2 separate regions of the Canis lupus genome follow, and region 1 is linked to region 2. A link is a contact called in public Hi-C data. All regions are on one chromosome and are shown on one strand. The core of a region is the stretch at or near the end of the contact, and the rest is flanking DNA. Distances in the headings are between cores, read along the strand shown. Region 1 overlaps SYN3 (synapsin-3). Region 2 holds the start of TIMP3 (TIMP metallopeptidase inhibitor 3).

Region 1 (3,559 bases), core at 409-2,908, 120 kb after region 2:
GGCTGGAAAGAGAGGTAATTAGGACACTGTGTAATAAATGCTATGACAGGGGAACAAAGTTCTCTATAAGAACAAAAGAATGAGCTGCTAATTTCTTATAAGGGCAATTACAGTTGGACTCAGTCTGATGGATGAGTAGGAGTTTGCCTCAGAGAAGAGTATGCATAGCATCCTAAATGAGGAGAATGGCCTAGAGTAATATAAGAGCCTTTTGTCTTTAAGAAATGGTAAGAATTCAGTGTGGCTCAAGTGGGGAGGGTGCTGAGATGCAAAATAAAAATAACAGCTCACATGTATTGAGTATTTACTATGTACCAGGCATTGTGCTAATGCTGTTGAATTAACTCATTCCCTCTTAATGATAATCTTATGAAGGTGGTATTTCTATTATCCCCATTTTACAGATGGGGAAATTGGAGGTTAAGTAACTCGGTCAAGGCCCCGTGCTAGTTAAGTGGCATATCTGAGAGTTGAGCCCAGGTCTATGAGATTCCAAAGCACATGTTTTGAAATATTAGCTATCCTCTTCCCAATGTTGTGTGGCACTAAAGTCAAAGCAGTCAGTCAGCTTTGGAGGAAAATGGTGAGTTTAGTTTGGGGCATCCAAAGAAGGTTCTGAGAAGGCAGCTGTACATATATATTTGGAGCCCAGGAAAGATGAACAGCTGTAGCAAAGATCTGGGAGTCATCAATAGTTTTTAGGCACTGAAAGAAAGCATGAATATGGATATGGGCCTAGGACAGAACCCTCTAGTGCTTGGACATTTCAGAGCCAGATCGGAAGCAAAGAATGCCAACAAGGAGAAGCTAGAGAGGTAGGGAGGCAAAACAGAGGGGTGCAGCCTGCAAGCCAGTGGGCACCAATGCCACACATGCTACAGAGGCAGCCAGTCAGAACTGCAGGACTGCAAAGCGGCCTGTAGGTTTTGCAAATGACCTCACAAATGACCTTGTGCAGACCAGTTTCCTGAGACTGGTAGATAAGGAGAAAGAGACAATTGATAGATTTATAATGAAATTTAGTACAACTTCACACTTTTCACTATTCCTGAAAAAGAAATTCATCCTTTGTCAACTACATTTCCTGATTTGGGGTACAGGAAAATGCAGTCACTGCAGCAAGACGTCAGCTGTAATTTGGCTGTGCAGTATTTGGCAAGCCACTTACTTCCCTTCTTGAGGCATCAGTTTCCTTGCCTGTAGACAAAGGTATTGGAAGAGACATACTCCTAGGTTTTCTCCCGTATCCAAAATTCTATTCTCCTCCATTCCAGATGCTCTTTGGGGATGCCAGTGTTGATGGGGAAGGTGAAATAGGACTCAGGTGCAGGGAAAGAGAAGGGCCCCCTTTAACTGCTGCAGCTGCCCCATGGGGCTTGTTTCTTCTCGGTCTTGTTTGCTCCCCGGTCCTCCAAGGCAGCTATTGGAGCCAATGATGAGAAACACATGTTTCTGGGCAGACCTGGTGTTGCGCAGTGCCGCCAAGGGGAGGGCAAAAAAGAAAAGGAAAAAAAAGAAAAGAGAGAAAGGAAGGAAAGAAAAGAGCTTTGGTATTCTCAGCCTCCACAGACAATTCCCCCATTGATGTGCTGTGAGTCACGGCGGGCCGCCAGGCCATCGCGGTTTCTGAATCACTTCCTCCAAGAGGGGCTCTCCACTTGTTCCCCTGGCTTTGGCCAGGGCTGGAATGCAAGGAGGTTGGGCCCTTCAGAGTGCCTCTGACTGCTTTCTTCTTTGCTATAACTCTAGCAACAGAGGTAGAGGTGCCAGGTGGCAGGACAGGGGGCCTCAATGGAAGATGGCAGAGGAACAGGTTGAACTTGCTATTCCGACTGATAGACCCTCTTACAGCACTAAAACTCATGCCTCCCTCTCGAGTGAGATGGAAATGAAGTAAAAACCCAGATTAAAGGCCACAGTTTCCTGCAGTGGGCACCAGACTCAGCCAGATCTGGATTTTCCATCTTCTCCACCTTGATTCTCTGGGTATGTGAACAAGGCTGATCTCTTTTGGGTAGAGGCAGACATAAAGTTGATTTTGACCATTCCTTCACAACCCAATTAGGGTATTTTAGACTGCATCTCTTGATCTCCCATCTTTTTCATTTCCATTGTGAAGGACAAGGATATTAACAGTCCAAGATGGCCTCACCTGAGTAATGATATTCAAGTGAGAGTCTGTATTAAATTCTTGCTTAGGATAAACATCGTTCATTCAACAAAAAAATTGTGCTCACTCTGAGCCAGATTCTGTGTGGGCATCAGGGATTCTGAGAGGAAACTGACATGGTTTTAACTGGATAAAAGAGAAAGACTGATGAATCAACAATGCAAATTCAATATGGCAGGTGCTCTGGTGGAAGGGTACAGAGGAGATCATCAAACACAAACTTGGAAATGGGGGAGCTCAGGGAAGGCATCCAGAAATATTTGTTGAATTGAATAAGGCAACATTTTTGTGCCATTTCCCTTTGTCTAGCCAGTAGTGCTTTTCATCCCCCCAGGACTTTCCAGAAGGTCAGTACCTTCACTGAACACTGGAGATAAGACCTACTCTCAGCCCTTATGAGATGAAGTGGTCTCTCCTCCATGCCAACAGAGGACACTGTTTCCAATGACCTTAGCCGTTCGGGAATATACTAGAATGCCGCCATCTTGTGGGCAGGCTGAGCCATGTTCATTTTACAACTCTATGCTCCTGGGGCACTTATCAGAGATGGGTCGACCTGAAAGCAATGCCTCTGATTGTAGTTACAGATGAAGGGTAAAAGCAACACCTTTTAAGAAGTCCCTTTGTCCACGTTTAGCTAGCTGGTCTCTCCTTAAAGAGGCGGTTTTAGATAAAAAGCTTCTTTAGAGCAGGCACCATATCTTAATCTTCTCTATGCCTCTCATAGCCTCTACCAGAAGATAGGAAAGTAATAGGTGCTCAGCGCATGGATGTTAGATGGAATCACTCACTATAAACAATCAGCCAGAATAATAGTGCCTTGTACCACTGTGTCCCTAGCACCTAGCACAGTGCCTGGACCTACAAAAATATGTTGAATAAATCCGTGAAATCAGACTCTTGAAAGTAAAGCTCTAGAAACAGCAAACATTGTTTGCTGGAGGAGAATAGAGACCTTGTCTCTATTGTCTACTAGAACCTCCTCTTTCTTGGGTGCAGCACAGAAAGGTACAATGATTTGCCCAAGGTCACACAGCTAGTCTTAGAGCTGGGACTGGTAGGCGTGTCAGCTGACTTACCATTATGATTGCGTGGCAGAGTCAGCCCACACTTACATGAGAAACAAAGTAAAGCAGTGTATCTGTCTAGAGCAGGCGCTTGTCTAGAGTTATACCTGATAGAAGAGCTTTCCAGTGGGAATTTCTGAAAAATCTTCACAAGGACTCTAATACTGGCCTGTGCTTCTGCATAAATAAGGAAGCTAGCTAGTGTGCTGAATATAGAAGTGAAGGATATCTGGTAATCCAAGGAATATAGAAATAGCTGAAATGCAGTCACTAGACACAGAGAATGTTATGCAGAAGGTGCCACAGCCATATTTTAGGGGCC
Region 2 (3,680 bases), core at 309-2,808:
GGTGACCCCAGGTCACATAAACACCCATGCTTGCCAACTGGACTGACCTTCTGGTCACCACAGCCACCTCCCTGACTTCTCCTAGGCTCAGCAGGGCCCACCAGCAGCGCCCCTCCCAACTTCAGCTGCCTTCCCTGCCAGGCTCCTGTCTCCTCCCCCTCCCCTGCAGCACACTTGTGGAGGCCCTCACCCAGGACCCAGTGGAAAATTTTCCTTCTTCTTTATGACTTAAAACACACACGCTCCATTCTTCACCTCTGAATCGACACAGGCAGAAGAGGGCAGCTAGACTGTGCCCCACCCCACCCCAGCCCGAGTACACACACACACACACACACACACACCACACATACACATACACACACACACACACACACACACACACACCCCGCAGCAGGGGCCACTGGACTTGCATGCTTTATGAGCTGGAAAGGAGAGAAGAGATGTTTTCCAGCTGCTACTCCACCTCTGGCCATCCAAACACAAGTGTCCCAAACACTCCCCAACAAGTTCTCCCAGGACACTTGTGAGGCCCTGGATTAAAACTGGTTCTACTTCTTACTGAGTCTCTAATCAAGACACAAAGTCCAGTTTGGAATTGTCACCATGATGTGATCGTTGGCATCTTTGTTCTTTTGGTGACAAATCTGTTTTCCACTGCTCATTCTCCCCCTCCCCACATGCATTCAAGCAAAAAAAAAAGAAAAAAAAATAACCTTCCTGTGAATTCTCACAGCTATGTGATAAGTGATCCCTCACACACGCCACCTCCTGCTTGCTATCAACACTCTCAAATACAGTTCCTCCGGGAAAGGGTCAACCCACAGCTTTCTTCTCATTTTTCCCTTAAATCCACTCAAACTTGGCAGTCTAAGAAGCTCATTTAGCCTTTGCCTGGGAAGTAGGAGGCTGGGTTGGGTGTCAATGAAAAGAATAAACTAAACGGGTGCAGGAGAAAATGCAAACTCAGAAAACTTCAAGATTCTCCTGCAACTTTGTGCACATGGCTGGCAACTTTTTTTAAACTATTGAACAACTCAGTACTTCAGTTAGTTGGCATTCCAAGTTTTAGGAAAGCCCTCCCACCCTTCTCCCCCAGCCCTTCTCTCTTGAGAGTGAAAAGGGAAATTTTCCAGATGTCAAAAGGACCAATAGGGGCCTCACGCCCTAAAATGAGAGCAAAGGTTGCAAGGGGTTCACTTACCACTGTAGGTTTTCTCTGCAGGGCATCTGCCCCTTCATCTATGCCAGACCCTCTGACTGAAGAAACTGAGTTTCGACCCCCTGCCCCCATCCCAAGCTCAGTCAGAAAAAAGAAACGGGACTCGCTACGCCCTCCAGGAGCTGCACCCCAGTCCGGGCTGCAGCGCAAGACCGGGCACCGCAAAAGCGGGCACCGCAGGGGCTCTGGTGGGGACACCCGGAGCGCTTACCGATGTCAGAGTTGCAGAAGGCGTCCTGGGGGTGGCTGGGCGAGCATGTGCACGCCTCGGCGCCCCAGTGCCCCAGGCTCCAGCTGCCCAGAAGCACCACTAGCCCGAGCCAGGGAGTCATTGCCGCTGTGGCTGCTGAGGCTGCTGCTCGCCTCTCCAAAGTTGTGCGCGCCGCTGGAGGGGCCGCTGCAGCCCGAGCTCGCCTGCCCGGCCTTGCGGGGCAACTTTGGCTTCGGCGCGCTGCCCTCGGGGTGCCCAGTGGGGAGGGAGGGGTGCAGCGAGGCTGTCTCGGCGCTGGCGCACGACTCTGCGGGCCGGCGGTCTCTCCCGGGGAAGGAGCGGGAGCCGGGGCGGAGCAGGAGCAGCAGGAGGAAGAGAAGCCGTCTGAGCGCCCGCCCGCTGCCCGCTCTGCGCCGCTGCCCGGCGGCCGAGTGATATAGTGCGGGTCCCCCCCGGGCAACTCCTCTCGGGCACTCGGGGCCCGCCCCCTGCGACCAATGGCAGAGCCGCATTACCTCATCGGCCCTCCAAAGGGGCGGGGCCGGGGGCGCGGGCCGACGGGGCGGGGCGGCCCCGGACCGTTCAGATCCTTATAGGGAATAATACGGCTGTGGGCACGGGAGTGGGTGAACCGGAACGCGCCTCGGACCTAAGCTTGCCAGGTGGCCCCCGGAGCGGGTCCCCGGGCCCGACCTTGCCAGTGCTCTGACCACACACCCACCCACCCTGCTTGCTCTCTGAGCGCTTCTGACCCAAACCACCCACCACAGCACCAACTCGTCCTCGGGTCACAGGCGGCCCTGGCGACCCTGACCGCGCCTGGTGGAAGGGCGAAGGACAAAGGCTAACTCTCCGGCTTCTCTGGAGAGAGCAGGGTCAGAGGCGAGAGGACCAGCTGACGACCCACACACCTACCCTCCGACTTTCCTGGATGTGAGGGAGCCATCTGCCCTTTGGAGCTGGCTTTAGGGACTGTTGCGCAGCACCCCCACCCCCACCCCACTTGCCCAGAGTAAACTGTGAAGTCACTCAACAAACACTGTTCTGAATGTTGGAATGAGCAAAACAAAGTCCTTGCTTCCATGAAAGTCGCAAGCAGTGCATCAGTGAATTCACCAATATGCCAGGTGATTTTCTATGATGATAGTACCATGAAGAAACAAAACTTAGTAATGGGTTAGAAATTACTGGATGATGGTGGGGGGACTGCTTTCTATGGAATAGTGAGAGAAGGTATATCTGAGGAGGTGACAGTCTGGCTGAGAGGTGAGCAAGGAGAAGGAGCAGGAGGAAGCCCTATGGAAATCTGGGAGGAGAAAATGCCAGTTAGGGAGAACAGCAAGTGCAAAGGCTCTGAGCTTATTTGAAAAACAATGAGTAGAAAGGGCAGGAGAAAATAGTAACCCCACCAAGGCCAGACAAATCTCCATCCTTCAGCAAGGAATTGGGGGTGAATTGATCCAAAACTGGGGTAACTTACACTGGATTCTGGAGAACTATCCAGGATCTTAGCCTACTAGCCATAATGGATGATTGCTAATAACTAATACTATGACTATCCTTATTATTAAGGAACATCTTGATTCTGCCTTATAGTTTCCATGCCACATTTCATTATATCTCACAATTTTTTTTTTTTTTTTTTTTTTTTTAGATAGGAAAAACACAAAGTACTATTCACACTTTCTAGATGAGGAAACTGGCACAGAATAGTGACATGACTTGGCAAGCAGCCAGGAGCTCCATTCACTCATTTGCACCTGAAGAACGATTTTATTTATCTGGACTAAAGCAGTAATTAGCTATCACCGTGCAGATGCCCTTTTGCAGCTGGAGACTTCTGTCTTTCTATTCTTGTGTCTCTCTCCCTTTCTCTCCTAACTCATTCTGTTTAGGAAGGTCCTTGCATGTTTTGGATATAGAAATGCCAAATGTTTGGAACAAAGTGAGGACTGGGAATACTTCTCAGAAATGCAAGTTCAACTTCTTTCTCAGAAACTCTCTTTACACCTCGGATAAGTGGCACTGGGATGGCAGAAGCAGAGCATTTCATTAAAAATGGTATTTCCAGGAACATTTTTTAAACTCCTTTGCCCCTGCTCCTGAAGAATTGTAGCTATAAGGAAGGAATCAAGTTTCCATATTCTCCTGCCCTGTCCCCTTCCTAACTTCTAAGCCCCTTTCCACCTTAACTCTATAGCCTGGCCCAGATAGTTCTTTCCTTCTCTCAATGTTTACTTCAGCACT

The links. Hi-C and Micro-C count contacts between places; a contact is called where the count stands out from the background.
Region 1: a contact with region 2 is called in a Hi-C map of skin fibroblasts, with 2.2 times the contacts expected there. The contact joins the enhancer-like site here to the promoter of TIMP3 in region 2. A contact is called at or near these places in 4 of 9 Hi-C or Micro-C datasets (amygdala, blood, liver and 1 more).

The regions. Positions count from the first base shown.
Region 1 is chr10:31,856,088-31,859,646 of UU_Cfam_GSD_1.0, forward strand. The region is part of intron 7 of SYN3 (synapsin-3); the gene reads left to right. Among named protein-coding and RNA genes, the nearest start is that of TIMP3, 120 kb to the left of the region's middle. Within about 2 kb of position 1,659, at least 3 of the 20 cell types and tissues checked have an H3K27ac peak or open chromatin away from gene starts, as enhancers often do.
Region 2 is chr10:31,737,414-31,741,093 of UU_Cfam_GSD_1.0, forward strand. TIMP3 (TIMP metallopeptidase inhibitor 3) reads right to left here and starts at 1,559. Exons shown (of 5, transcript NM_001284439.1): 1 at 1,434-1,559. The coding sequence starts at 1,554. The region is part of intron 7 of SYN3 (synapsin-3); the gene reads left to right.